Linked DNA regions of Zea mays: all the other regions are linked to region 1. The links are chromatin contacts, called in public Hi-C maps. All regions are on one chromosome and are shown on one strand. The core of a region is the stretch at or near the end of the contact, and the rest is flanking DNA. Distances in the headings are between cores, read along the strand shown.

Evidence for each region. Hi-C and Micro-C count contacts between places; a contact is called where the count stands out from the background.
Region 2: a Hi-C map of endosperm shows a contact between it and region 1, with 4 times the contacts expected there. The contact joins the promoter of LOC100216884 here to the promoter of LOC100279888 in region 1. A contact is called at or near these places in 2 of 25 Hi-C or Micro-C datasets (endosperm and tassel).
Region 3: a Hi-C map of ear shows a contact between it and region 1, with 3 times the contacts expected there. The contact joins the promoter of LOC100216726 here to the promoter of LOC100279888 in region 1. A contact is called at or near these places in 6 of 25 Hi-C or Micro-C datasets (ear, endosperm, leaf and 2 more).

The regions. Positions count from the first base shown.
Region 1 is chr4:34,190,892-34,194,556 of Zm-B73-REFERENCE-NAM-5.0, reverse strand. It overlaps LOC100279888, which reads right to left and starts at 1,926. Exons shown (of 6, transcript NM_001317848.1): 1 at 1,742-1,926; 2 at 1,103-1,432; 3 at 680-973; 4 at 1-583. The coding sequence starts at 1,852.
Region 2 is chr4:35,083,669-35,087,333 of Zm-B73-REFERENCE-NAM-5.0, reverse strand. LOC100216884 (Putative glycerol-3-phosphate transporter 1) reads left to right here and starts at 1,908. Exons shown (of 3, transcript NM_001143271.1): 1 at 1,908-2,073; 2 at 3,526-3,665. The coding sequence starts at 3,526.
Region 3 is chr4:34,754,449-34,758,113 of Zm-B73-REFERENCE-NAM-5.0, reverse strand. It overlaps LOC100216726, which reads right to left and starts at 1,842. Exons shown (of 10, transcript NM_001311170.1): 1 at 1,698-1,842; 2 at 1,173-1,296; 3 at 951-1,088; 4 at 770-858; 5 at 528-656; 6 at 349-443. The coding sequence starts at 1,781.

The DNA.
Region 1 (3,665 bases), core at 677-3,176:
TTTCTGCTTTGTGCTGACTTCCTGGTTCGTCTATAATGCAGCTTGATGAATCATCAGTACTAGGACGCTGGCCTTTGTTAAGGCCTGACTGTAGCCGCAGCCTTTGCATAGCAGTTCCCTGTTGAGTGAATGAACTCTCTGAGCTTGATCTTGGAGCAGGGTGATGGCTTCTAATAACAATCCCTGTTGACTCAGCCTCATCCCCATCAGAAGCCACATCCTTCTCTGCAGTGGACTCCTCAACAGAATCGTTCAAACAGTCTGGAGTTAGAACACATGATACTTCATCTTCACTCTCATCTTTAGTTATGATCTCCCTAGACTCAACCTGTAGCCGCAGCCTCCGTGCTGCATTGCCCTGGCTAGCGAACACATGGTTTGGTTGCACAGTGGAGTCCAACTGTTGAGGCCTAACAATAATTCCAGTCTCTTCCATACTATTGAAAAGCTCATTGAAGGAATCAGCACCAGAGTCAACAGAAAGTATGTCTTGGTCAGTGGTGTCACAAGGAAGCAGAGGATTTGGTTCGTCTGGCTCAAATCCTATGTTTGCCCACCAGCATTGATCATCTTGAGGCTCAACCTGCAAATATAGCAAAATATAAGGATTGCTGGATTAACCATAACCAAAACATCGGATGGCAAACTCAAATACTCAATATGAATAGAAAACCAGTACCTTCATATTCCAATGGTTCTCAAATTCTGTTGGAATGTCAGAATCATACTGAACTTTTGATGTTGTTGATGAATGTTCATCAGGATCAACAAGTGTTTGATTCAAGAAAGCATCAAGGGGATCAAGAGGATTCATGATGCCATCAAAACCAAAAGCTCCTTGTTGTATATCAGTGAAGAATGCATTTTCAAGTGGTAGAATGGGAGTGAAATCAGACACAAATTTGTTATAATCATCATTTCCATTGTGGGGATTAACTAAGTGGCCTGAAGCACCAACAGAAGGATCAACCTGCTTGTAATAATAAAGATGAGGGAATTGTTAGGAGAAATTCAGTTATAAAATTATAATTATGATGGTGGATAGCATACAGACAAATGTTGAATGCTGATATGTTAATAGGCTCTTTACTCTGATGCTCACCTTAGCTACACCAGCAGCATGTCCGTGGAAAGGTATATGGGAAACATCTGGTGCAGTAACCATCAAGTTATCATTTCTGTCCGCCAGCCACCTTGTCATTGAACCACCATTGGTTTCAACAGATTTTGGCAGCTCAATCGGGCTTTCATGCAGAGCAGATTCTGGAGATTCCTTATTTAATGGTGTATTAGCTTCCTCATTCGCCTCTAGGTTGTCAGGTGAAGAACGAGAAGGAGTAGGTGAGTAGCCACTTCTATCCACTTCCTCTGGGCTGGAGCGCTCAGTTTTCTCCTCTTGCTTACGGAAGAGGCGATAAAGAACATAACCACCCTGGAAAATCAGATACACAAGCACCAGGTGATTTTAGTAAACATTTGCCATGAGACACAACACAAAAAAATCATTTACTATGTGCTTATACTGTACAGAACTAATTGTGAAGATGATTAGAACTCAATTCTTTTAACCACCAGAAATCAAACTAGTGTTTAGGGGCACATTCTTCAGTGAACAGACTACTATGTTATATTTATCCAAGACAAACTTAAGTTCTCAAGTACAAAGCACACATCTCTGTACAGATACTAACACTAGAGAACTTGACAACCATAAGCTGCACCGAGAATAATAGCTTCATACCTGCTCGCCGGACTCGAACTCAGGCTCGGTGGTGCGGTACTCGTGCATAATCCACCCCGTGCGCTCGCCCTTGGGGGCACGACCGCGGTGGAAGACGAGGGTCTTCTTCATACCGATGGTATGCTGCTTGCGCTTGTCGCCCTTGGACTTGATTATCCTGTCCTTGCCAGTAGCCTTCCAGTATCCCGCCTCGGTGGCCCTGTTAGACCTGCTACCGTTGGGGTACTTGCGGTCCTTGGGGGCGAAGAAGAACCACTCGGGATCATCGGACCGGATCAGGGACTTATCTGCATATACACAGTCACGTCATCAGTACCCAGGATCTGATCAGGAAAACTGAATAATCTTTCCCGGGAGTTTGCTCGACTCGACACGCGGATCAACAACAAAATGGATCAGCGCAAGGATTTTGTTCAGCTGCATCGCACAAAATCAAAACGCATCTTGGAAAGGGGGGACGCGGTATTAAAGAAAGGATTCAGCGGAGTTCGAGGAATCGCATCGAACCAGCACAGCACGGCGTCCCGTCCCGCCCCGCCCACGGAGAAATATCTCGTGAGGAACCGCTAGTGCAAACAGTCGCGAATCAGAACAGAGGAAGCAGCGGGTTGTGATCTGCTCGGCTTTTTTTCCCAGCACAAACGCGTCACACTCTCGCAAAAGTACATCGAAGCAAATCCCGATGAAAGAAAATCGCAGAAAAAACTCGAAGCAACGAGTAGCCCCAGAACAAGAAGAACTCAGCAATCCCAGTAGAGATTACCGTGTACGACCAGCGAGCACAAAATTACTTGAAGGAACGGATAAAAAATCGAGAGCAGAGAGGGGCGATCAAGCGACGCGGGCAGTTAGCAGAAGCAAGTATTACCTGGGAGGTCCCACGGCTCGCACTTGCAGACGTCGATCTCGGGGATGACCTCGGACTCGGAGTTGATCCTGCCGGTGATCTTGCCCTTGAGGTAGTGGGTGACGAGCTCCTCGTCGGTGGGGTGGAAGCGGAAGCCGAGCGGCAGCGTCCTGAGCTCCACCACAGACATCTCCACCATCGAGATCGTGGCGGAGAGGGATATGCTTAGCGGCTAAGAAAGCGCGCGCGTGTTGGGGGAGGGGGGGAGGGGGGGAGTGCGGGATGGGGTTAGGGTTTGGTGGTCGGATCGGATTTTGGGGATTTTAGGAGGGCGTCCGCGTGAGGAAGGGACGCAGACGCAGGCGGAGGAGACGTGGTGTGGAAGAAAGCGAGTGCCTCGCTTTACCGCGTGGCTGAATTTCCTCGGATATACCCGCCCCAGGCCGCGTAGGCGCAGCAGCGTACGGGATGGTCCCCTGGCCGAGAGCCGTATTACGATAGTGCCACACTGCCCGCATTGGTGTTTCACTAAATTTTAGTGCCTTCGTCATATTTTATTTTAGTCTATAAACTATATAATACGGAAATTAAATAGAGTTTTATTTTCTGTATTTAATAATTTAGAGATTAAAATAAAATAAAATAAAATGAAAAAGATAAATTAGTTTTTAGGAACCAAACACTTCATGTAGTTTCTAACGACGGATTAAAAACATGTCTTAAAATCTGAGTTCGGTTGAAAAACACTTGTTCTGCAGTGTCAAGGTAACCTCTACAGATCTTTGTTGTTTCTGATTCCAGAATCAGGGGTAGCGATCTGAACTCTGAAGTGCCGCTGTCACTGTCAGCATGTAAGCTTGGCAGTAACCAAACCAAATGAAGGAACCTGAGGACCCTGACGGCGTTTAGTATCTGAATTCTACTTCTACCGCTGCTTGCACGGTCATTAACATCACTCGGACACGGGGAGACCGTGTGTGTGTGATCTCAAATCAAGAGAAGGCGATGCATCTGCTACTGTCTCTAGTTTGATCGCGGAGATGTTTTTCCGAGCTATGCTGCAGATGGACTACATCT
Region 2 (3,665 bases), core at 659-3,158, 890 kb before region 1:
AGTCTGGGTGGCTGTCCAGATCTACGCTCTGGAGGGGAGTAGCACCTTGCAAAATCTCCAACCCAGGCACCCAGCCAAGAAGATGTGGCGCACACGCGACATCCTGTCCTGTTCCTGTACGCACATCGGGAAACACGTCGCTGTGTCTGTTGCGCGCCTCCGCTTCGGTACGCCACCTATCTCATCTTCATTTTCCGGCGTCGTCGTCTTCTTCTGCTATGGCCACCATTTGTGACCTGTACCGTTGGGGAAAAAACAACTCACGCGAAGCTTTACGGCGATTATTTTTGTGGTTGGATAATTACATTAATCCCACTACGTTACTACCTGGGCACTTCTGCCACCACATATGGTTTATCTGGTCCGGATGACTTGTGGCGAGAGGTGACAACGGACTCTAAATTTTACACTATAAAATTTAAGAATTGGATCGAGTTAGGACCAGATCCTATTTCTATTTATTTTTAAATTAAAATTTATTTAGAGCGATTCACCACCACTCCTACTGCGGCTCGTCGTCTATGCAACACCGTTTATCCATTCATCAGGTGTGGTGTTATGGTTATGATCTGACCAAATTATATAATTGAACTTATTTTAAATTAAATACTAGCTTAAAATACTGAGTGGTTTTCATGGTATCACAATGCACATAAATAGATCGTTTCTTAAGTCGGGGCAGACACCGAATTTGCATCAAATTTAACTTTTCGCCAAAATTTTTATGTTTTTACATTGCCTTTTAGTGCTAGTTTAACAAACACAATTTTTTAAGGATTCCCATTGTTATAAAGAAATTGGTCCTTTTAGGAAGAAGGAAATCTCTTGAAAATGGAGTTGTCAAACTAACTCTTAATTATATTTTTTTCTGACCAGAAACCGTAGTAAAAAGAAATTTTGAGTACCCCGCTCCCTTTTGCACCCAACATTTAGGACTAGTTTGCGAGTCCAAAACCCAAATGGGATTAGAGAGGATAAAATCCTCTTTTTATTAATAAGAAGAGAATTTTAGCCTCTCCAATTCTCACTGTTTTTGTGGTTTCTAAACTAACCCTTATATGAGGCGGGAGATACTACCATGATGAGTGGTGCACAAAGATTTTTTTAAATAAATAATTAAATATATAGACACTAGTTGCATACACTTGAGAGCATGGGCTATGGAACCAATTATTTGATTTTGAATGGTTGAACGCATCTCGCATGGTTTATTCCAAGAATATACCCGGCGGCCGGCGCCCATGCAGATCCCTCAAAACTTGTGGGCCATCGCAGGTTGTGGCCGCCGGCAGACGTGTAGACACGCGTGCCACACAAGATCCGGGCTCGCGCGGCTCAGTTTTTATCTGGGACAGTCGAAGCGGGGCCCACAACACGGCCATTGCCCATTGACGTGGACTGACGACACGGGGCCCACCGTCTGGCGTCACGGCCGCGGGAACGGGGAAGCGCAGCCGAAATCGCCGCTCCTGCGCGACGAGAACAGCGGCGGATCCAAGCGGGCTGGCTTTCGTGCGGTGCGGGTGCCTGTGGGCTTGTGTGGCTCGGCGCCCGTGTGGCCCGTCCTGCGGCCTGTGGCTCGGCGCCCGTGGGGACGGGCACGCAGTGACGCGGCGGTCCGGGGCGCAGAAGGACCCGCACGGCACGCGAGGGATAATTCCAGTGGCGGGAAGGGAATATTCGGATCGGACAGCTTCGCCGCCCCGTCGGCTCGGCCATGAGTTCCGATCCTCCTCCCCATTTCCGACCCTACCCCTGCCATGTCGCCGAATACCCGCGCGCTGCAAAGGCACACCAAAGCGAAGGGGCCAGTTCCGTCCAAGGGCAGCACCGTAAATCCCCGGCGCACCTTTCGATAAATGCGCTCTTGCTTCGGTGCCTTCGCCCTCCGCACCACGCAAACCGAGCTCGAGAACACCACCACGAACAAGAAAGAAACACGGCCGCGGCGGGGCGGGGCGGGGCTTCTTCTCCTTTTCCAACTCGCTGCCCGTTGCGTGATTCCGCCGCGTCGCGTCGCGTGTGCATTTGCGCGCGCGCGCAGGAGCCGCCGCTCCGATCGCCCTGAAAAAGGTCCGTGCTTTGGCCGAGCCCCGTTCCCATTCTTGGTCTCTGCGAATCCGCAGCTTGTATTGTTGCTTCTTGCTCCTTCGATGTTACTGACTTTCATGGTGGTGTGTGGTTCTGTACTACTTTTAATCGGTTTAGCCGGGCTTCTGGGTGGAAATTGACGGAAGTTTTGGTGAAGAAATCGATAGGAGTTTGGGACAATGCGGTGGTGTTTTTCCATCCAGAACTTGGGGGGGGGGGGGGGGGGGGGGGGGGAGGGGGGCTGTCAGGTACCTGTTGAGTCGGAACTCGGAAACAGCCAGCCGGATCCTGTGATTGGACTTGTGAGACCTTTGCAAGGACGTTGGGACTAGTAAAATGTCAAGATCACCTTTTTTTTACCTGCGTCCACACGGAAACTTCCTTTCTTCTCGTGCAGGTTTCAGAAAGCACGCTAGTACTTGGGGGGACTTGGGAGCTAAGGCTGTCTCCAGCAACGTCCCCTAAATTTCATACTCTAAAAGAATATTCTCTGTCCTTTACATCACTCTTTAAAAGATTCTGTACTCTATATCTTCTTCATCTCCAACAATATCCCCTAAATTTCACCCTCTATATCAACAATGCTACTAGATTTGATATTATATATTATTTTTTACCGCTCGTCAGCACGTGTATAGAAATCAGCACAGTGTATAGAGCACCGCCGTACATCCTCTATACATAGCGCATGCATGTCATCCTCTAAATTTTAGAGGATCTTTTAGAGTCCCTTGTTGGAGGGATAGAGGATCTGACAAACCTCTATATTTAGAGGACAGGAGTTTTTACAGGACCCTGCTGGAGCGAGCCTAAGTCTTCCTTGATAGGCTGCTACAAACGCAGCTGACCTAATGTTAGGAGGGCACTAATTTGGCGAGATTCTGATCAGTGGGACATTTTATGAGATGCAAATTTAAGTACCCTGTCTAAGACCCTGTTATATTATATAATCCAACTTAAATAAGTTAAGTGACAAACAAACAACACAGATTATTATGTGGATTATATAATCTAGACAACTAGATTATGATAATTCATAAGTAGGTCATTAGGTGCTTGTATAATCTAGAGGTTGAATTATATAATCCTGCAAGGAAACAAATAGGCGAGCCTAATTGTAGGTGTCTCGTGTCTATGATCCGAGATTCCGAGGTCACAGTGTGATCATAGAATCTGACTGCGGAGTAAGTAGATCAATTTTTAGAGCATGATTGCATATTATGAAGTAAAAGAGTTGGCTAACATCTGCTGTCTCAGACTCTTAATTATCCACGTAGAATTCATAAGCTCCTTGCACGCCTGTTATCCTGATAACATCTTCCTTGCTTTCAGGTGCCAATTGTTACTGATTCCAGATATAGGTGTTCCTGCGCTGGAACTAACTGCGCCGCGACCTTCCTCAGCAATCTTATGCTCATGTCTCACTCTCAACAGATGGCGAATAGTAGGAAGCCTCCTGGCCTCAGGTTACTCGGAGGCGCCGGCTCACTGACAACGTACCAGACACTAGTCCTGGTCCTCACGTTCTTGGCATACACATGCTTCCACATGACTCGGAAGATCCCAAGCATAGT
Region 3 (3,665 bases), core at 593-3,092, 560 kb before region 1:
ATCACCAAATATTGTCAACATTATCATAAAGAATTTGGATGCAAACTTGCACTGTTACATTACATAAGTGGTGATATATCCCGTGCAATCACTCATTTGGTGCCAGCGTGCAATCAAACAATCCAAAGCATTCAATATATATCCAACAGTTTTATATGGAAGAGGTTAAATGTAAAATAGGTACTAGGTTTCAGGTGTATGTGTGTGTGGGGGGGGTGGGGGGTGGGGGGGGGGGGGGTGGTTAAATATAAATAGCAGTCACCGTTGAATTTTAATTGGATGCACTAGATAGCTTGATTGCACACTCCTAATAAGAAAAACTAAATGCTTGAAATGGAGGTACACAACCTTGTGGCAATATCAGGATATCCTTTTGCAGTGATCAGAATACAAGGGAGCTGATTATACAGGCGGTCTTCAGCCAGCCTCTGAAATACGGCATCCTATTTGAAACAAATGACCTTATAAGCTATAAGGATGCACTATAGAGATAAATCATTACTAAATTATAGCAGTAGGATCGGTACCTTCTCCACCACAATGATGTACCGAGAGCCCGAAGACAAATTTAATTTGCTCAACAGGTTCAGGTCCCCCGTAATTGCATGCCCTGAAGCTCCAAGAATGGAGCAATCAATCTGCTCCCCGTCCGGTTCCTAAGGTAGTTGAAACATGCAGTTTAGGTGCTTACTGAAAAGATAAACAAGACTTTATCATGTATTCCCTCAACACATAATCAGGATATATTCTGGGATATCATGGAGCAGACATGCAACACAAGGCGCCCAATGAGTGCCCCTCTGCTTGATGCCATGACTCCTAAGCTCTGCCTTGTGCACCGGAGCAAGGAAACAACATCTGCACGTGAAGAGGGGACCAAATTTGATTACGACCAAACTACACATTAGCCAAACAAGAATCAAATGGGTTGGGGTGGGGGTTTTGTCCACCTTGAATGGCTTGGTTGACATGACGTTGACAGCTGAAGTACTTGGGTGAGTCGGACAGGAGCTTGTAGAACAGCTCCCGTTGCTGGACCAGCTTCCCCTCCCCCAAGATCTTGTAGCACATCTCCATGACCTTCCACACTATCCCACAACAAACGGCTATTTTAACCAGACAAATGGGCGAGGATAATTCCGTCCCAGGGTACTCAAGGAACAAGTGGTAACCTCTTACGAACGCCTTTGGATTGTGCGTCAGAGACCTCTTGCAGAAGGTGTATGAGAGATAAACCGACGAGACGTCGTTCAGCAACCCACTGCGCAGGCTGCAGTTGGCAGAGCTCCGACTAATCTGCCATGGAAAAAAGAAATCATTCAGAATACTGCTCGCAATACATTTCACCAAGGTTATCTGAACTAGAAATCATACAGCTTGCAATAACTGATGACGAATCGTGATAATTGGCTAGGGACCAAATTCCTGTGTTATCCACATGGCACATGGGTGAAGCGCGCAGAACCATCACCGCGGTAAGAGAGGAATGTGTGTGTGTGAGAGAGGGGGAGGGGGGGAGGTTTGGCAACTGGTGTACCAGGGGGAGGACGGAGATGGCCGGCGAGGAAGGGGAGGCTAGCGCTGCGAGGAAGTTGAGCACCGCTACCTCGATCCTAGCCCGGACCTATCGACAACGAAATAGGACCCGTCAGTGACCACAACGAAAGGCGCGCACGAAGACATGGGCGAGGCGGAACCTCAGGCGGCGCGAGGATGTCGGCTGAGCAGAGGCGGCCGTCAGCGCCGAAGAGCGACGCCGCTGCCACGTTCGCCTCCGCCATCGATGGAGAGTTGGAGACGCTGCTGCGGTTCGCGGGCGGAGGCGAGTCGCCAAGTTGTGTGTGTGCTGCGGCCTGCGGGCACCGGCGAATGGGCTGGGCCGAGTTAGGAAATGAGAGTCCAGTAGTGGTCTGCGTACCTGTGGTAGTATGCCCCCTACAGACTTAAACTTATATTGAACGTAGGGTGACAATAAATTCTAATTTTTACACTATAAAATTTAACTATAAAATTTAAGTATCAAATCGGATTAGAATCGTGCTCTATTTCTATTCATTTTTGAACTGCAAATTATTTAAAACTCTATCATTTTGTGAAAAAGCATTTGGATCACGATTCATTACCACCCCTAGTCGGACGGAAGGACAACCGTCAAACATAAGGCTGCTTGTTGGAATTTCCTCCGTTTCCTTTTGTGCATAACTGCACTTGTGTGAAATTGAGCACAAAATCTTGTAATAGTCAGTCCTCCATATCTATTGACATGTAATTTTTTTCTCATTTTCATGGCTTCTAAATCTATACTACTCTATTAAGAATCTAACGTGGGCAGCTGGTGCTACCACGGTTTCAACCTCAGCGCTAAAATTCTAGGCCCGCCCCACACGTTCCGACTGGTTCTCCCGTCCCACACACCTCGCCTCGACATCGTGCCCTGTGGGACCCATGCCCAACGCCCGCGCAACGCCCTCTCAGCTACTGCCATGTGGACCCCCAACGCCCTACTGCGCCTACCCAGCACCCGAGCCTACCCAGCACCCGATCCCGACCGCACAACTACCACACTATACAAAAAATAGTGCAGAGTGAGCACTCGAACCCATGTCCCCTGCTTCAGAAATTTAGGTCTAACCACCAGCACACGTACCTTATAGAGTTTAGAAATAAACAACAATTATATACGAATAAATATTTTAATGTCTATTTATATGACATATAACAACTGTAGCAAAGCACGTACAACTATCTAGTAATTTTGTAAGAAGCTTAAAAATATTTTTTTGGGATGGTTAACTTAAGTCAATCGCTCTTAAAAAAAACTAGAGAGAGAGTTACATGTTCTTTTCATCTCATCAATCTAGGCGGTGTATGTACACGTGTACATACATGGCCTAAGAATACTAGTTCTTTTACTTGGGAGACTGAGCGGTGGCCACAAAAAAGGGTGTATAGCTACATGTTCTTTTCATCTCATCAAAAGCTTGTGGTGATGACTGGCTGTTATATGATTATTGTATGCTGCATATGTTGGCTACATGTGTGTGTGTACGTACGTATATACATTGTTTACGACCACCCAGAAGGGAGAACTTCAACGACGCCTACGTTGTTTACGAGCTGATGGACACCGACCTTCACCACCTCCTACGATCCAACCAGCCACTGACCGATGACCACTGCCAGGTAGTACAGTAATGCCGTGCCGCCGTCAGTTCTCCGTTTCTATCTTTCATTTCGCTTCAGACCACTGATCGATTACAGTTCCGTGCGCAGTTCCCCGCTATGTGCAGTGGTGGTGCCATGGATTTGCTTGAGAGGATGCTCGTGTTTGATCCGAGCAAGAGGATTACTGTTAATCCTGCAGCTCTGCATGAACTTGCTGCATTGATATCATATAAAATGTGTGACATGCTTGCCTGGATGCAGTATATTTTGCTGGGATATATAGTCCAGAGTAGAGCTAAATTCTAGCTCAATTGCCCTCGTCCAGACAGGAAAGAAAGAACCTTTCAGCGCTAGTTTGGAAACTCAAATCCCGAAGAGCGCTAGTTTGGAAACTCAAATCCTCTTCGGGGTTGAAGGGGATTGGAGAGGAAATTAGTTCATTTCCACCTCAATCCCCTCTAACCCCGAAGGGGATTTGAGGTTCCCAAAGTAGCCCTCAT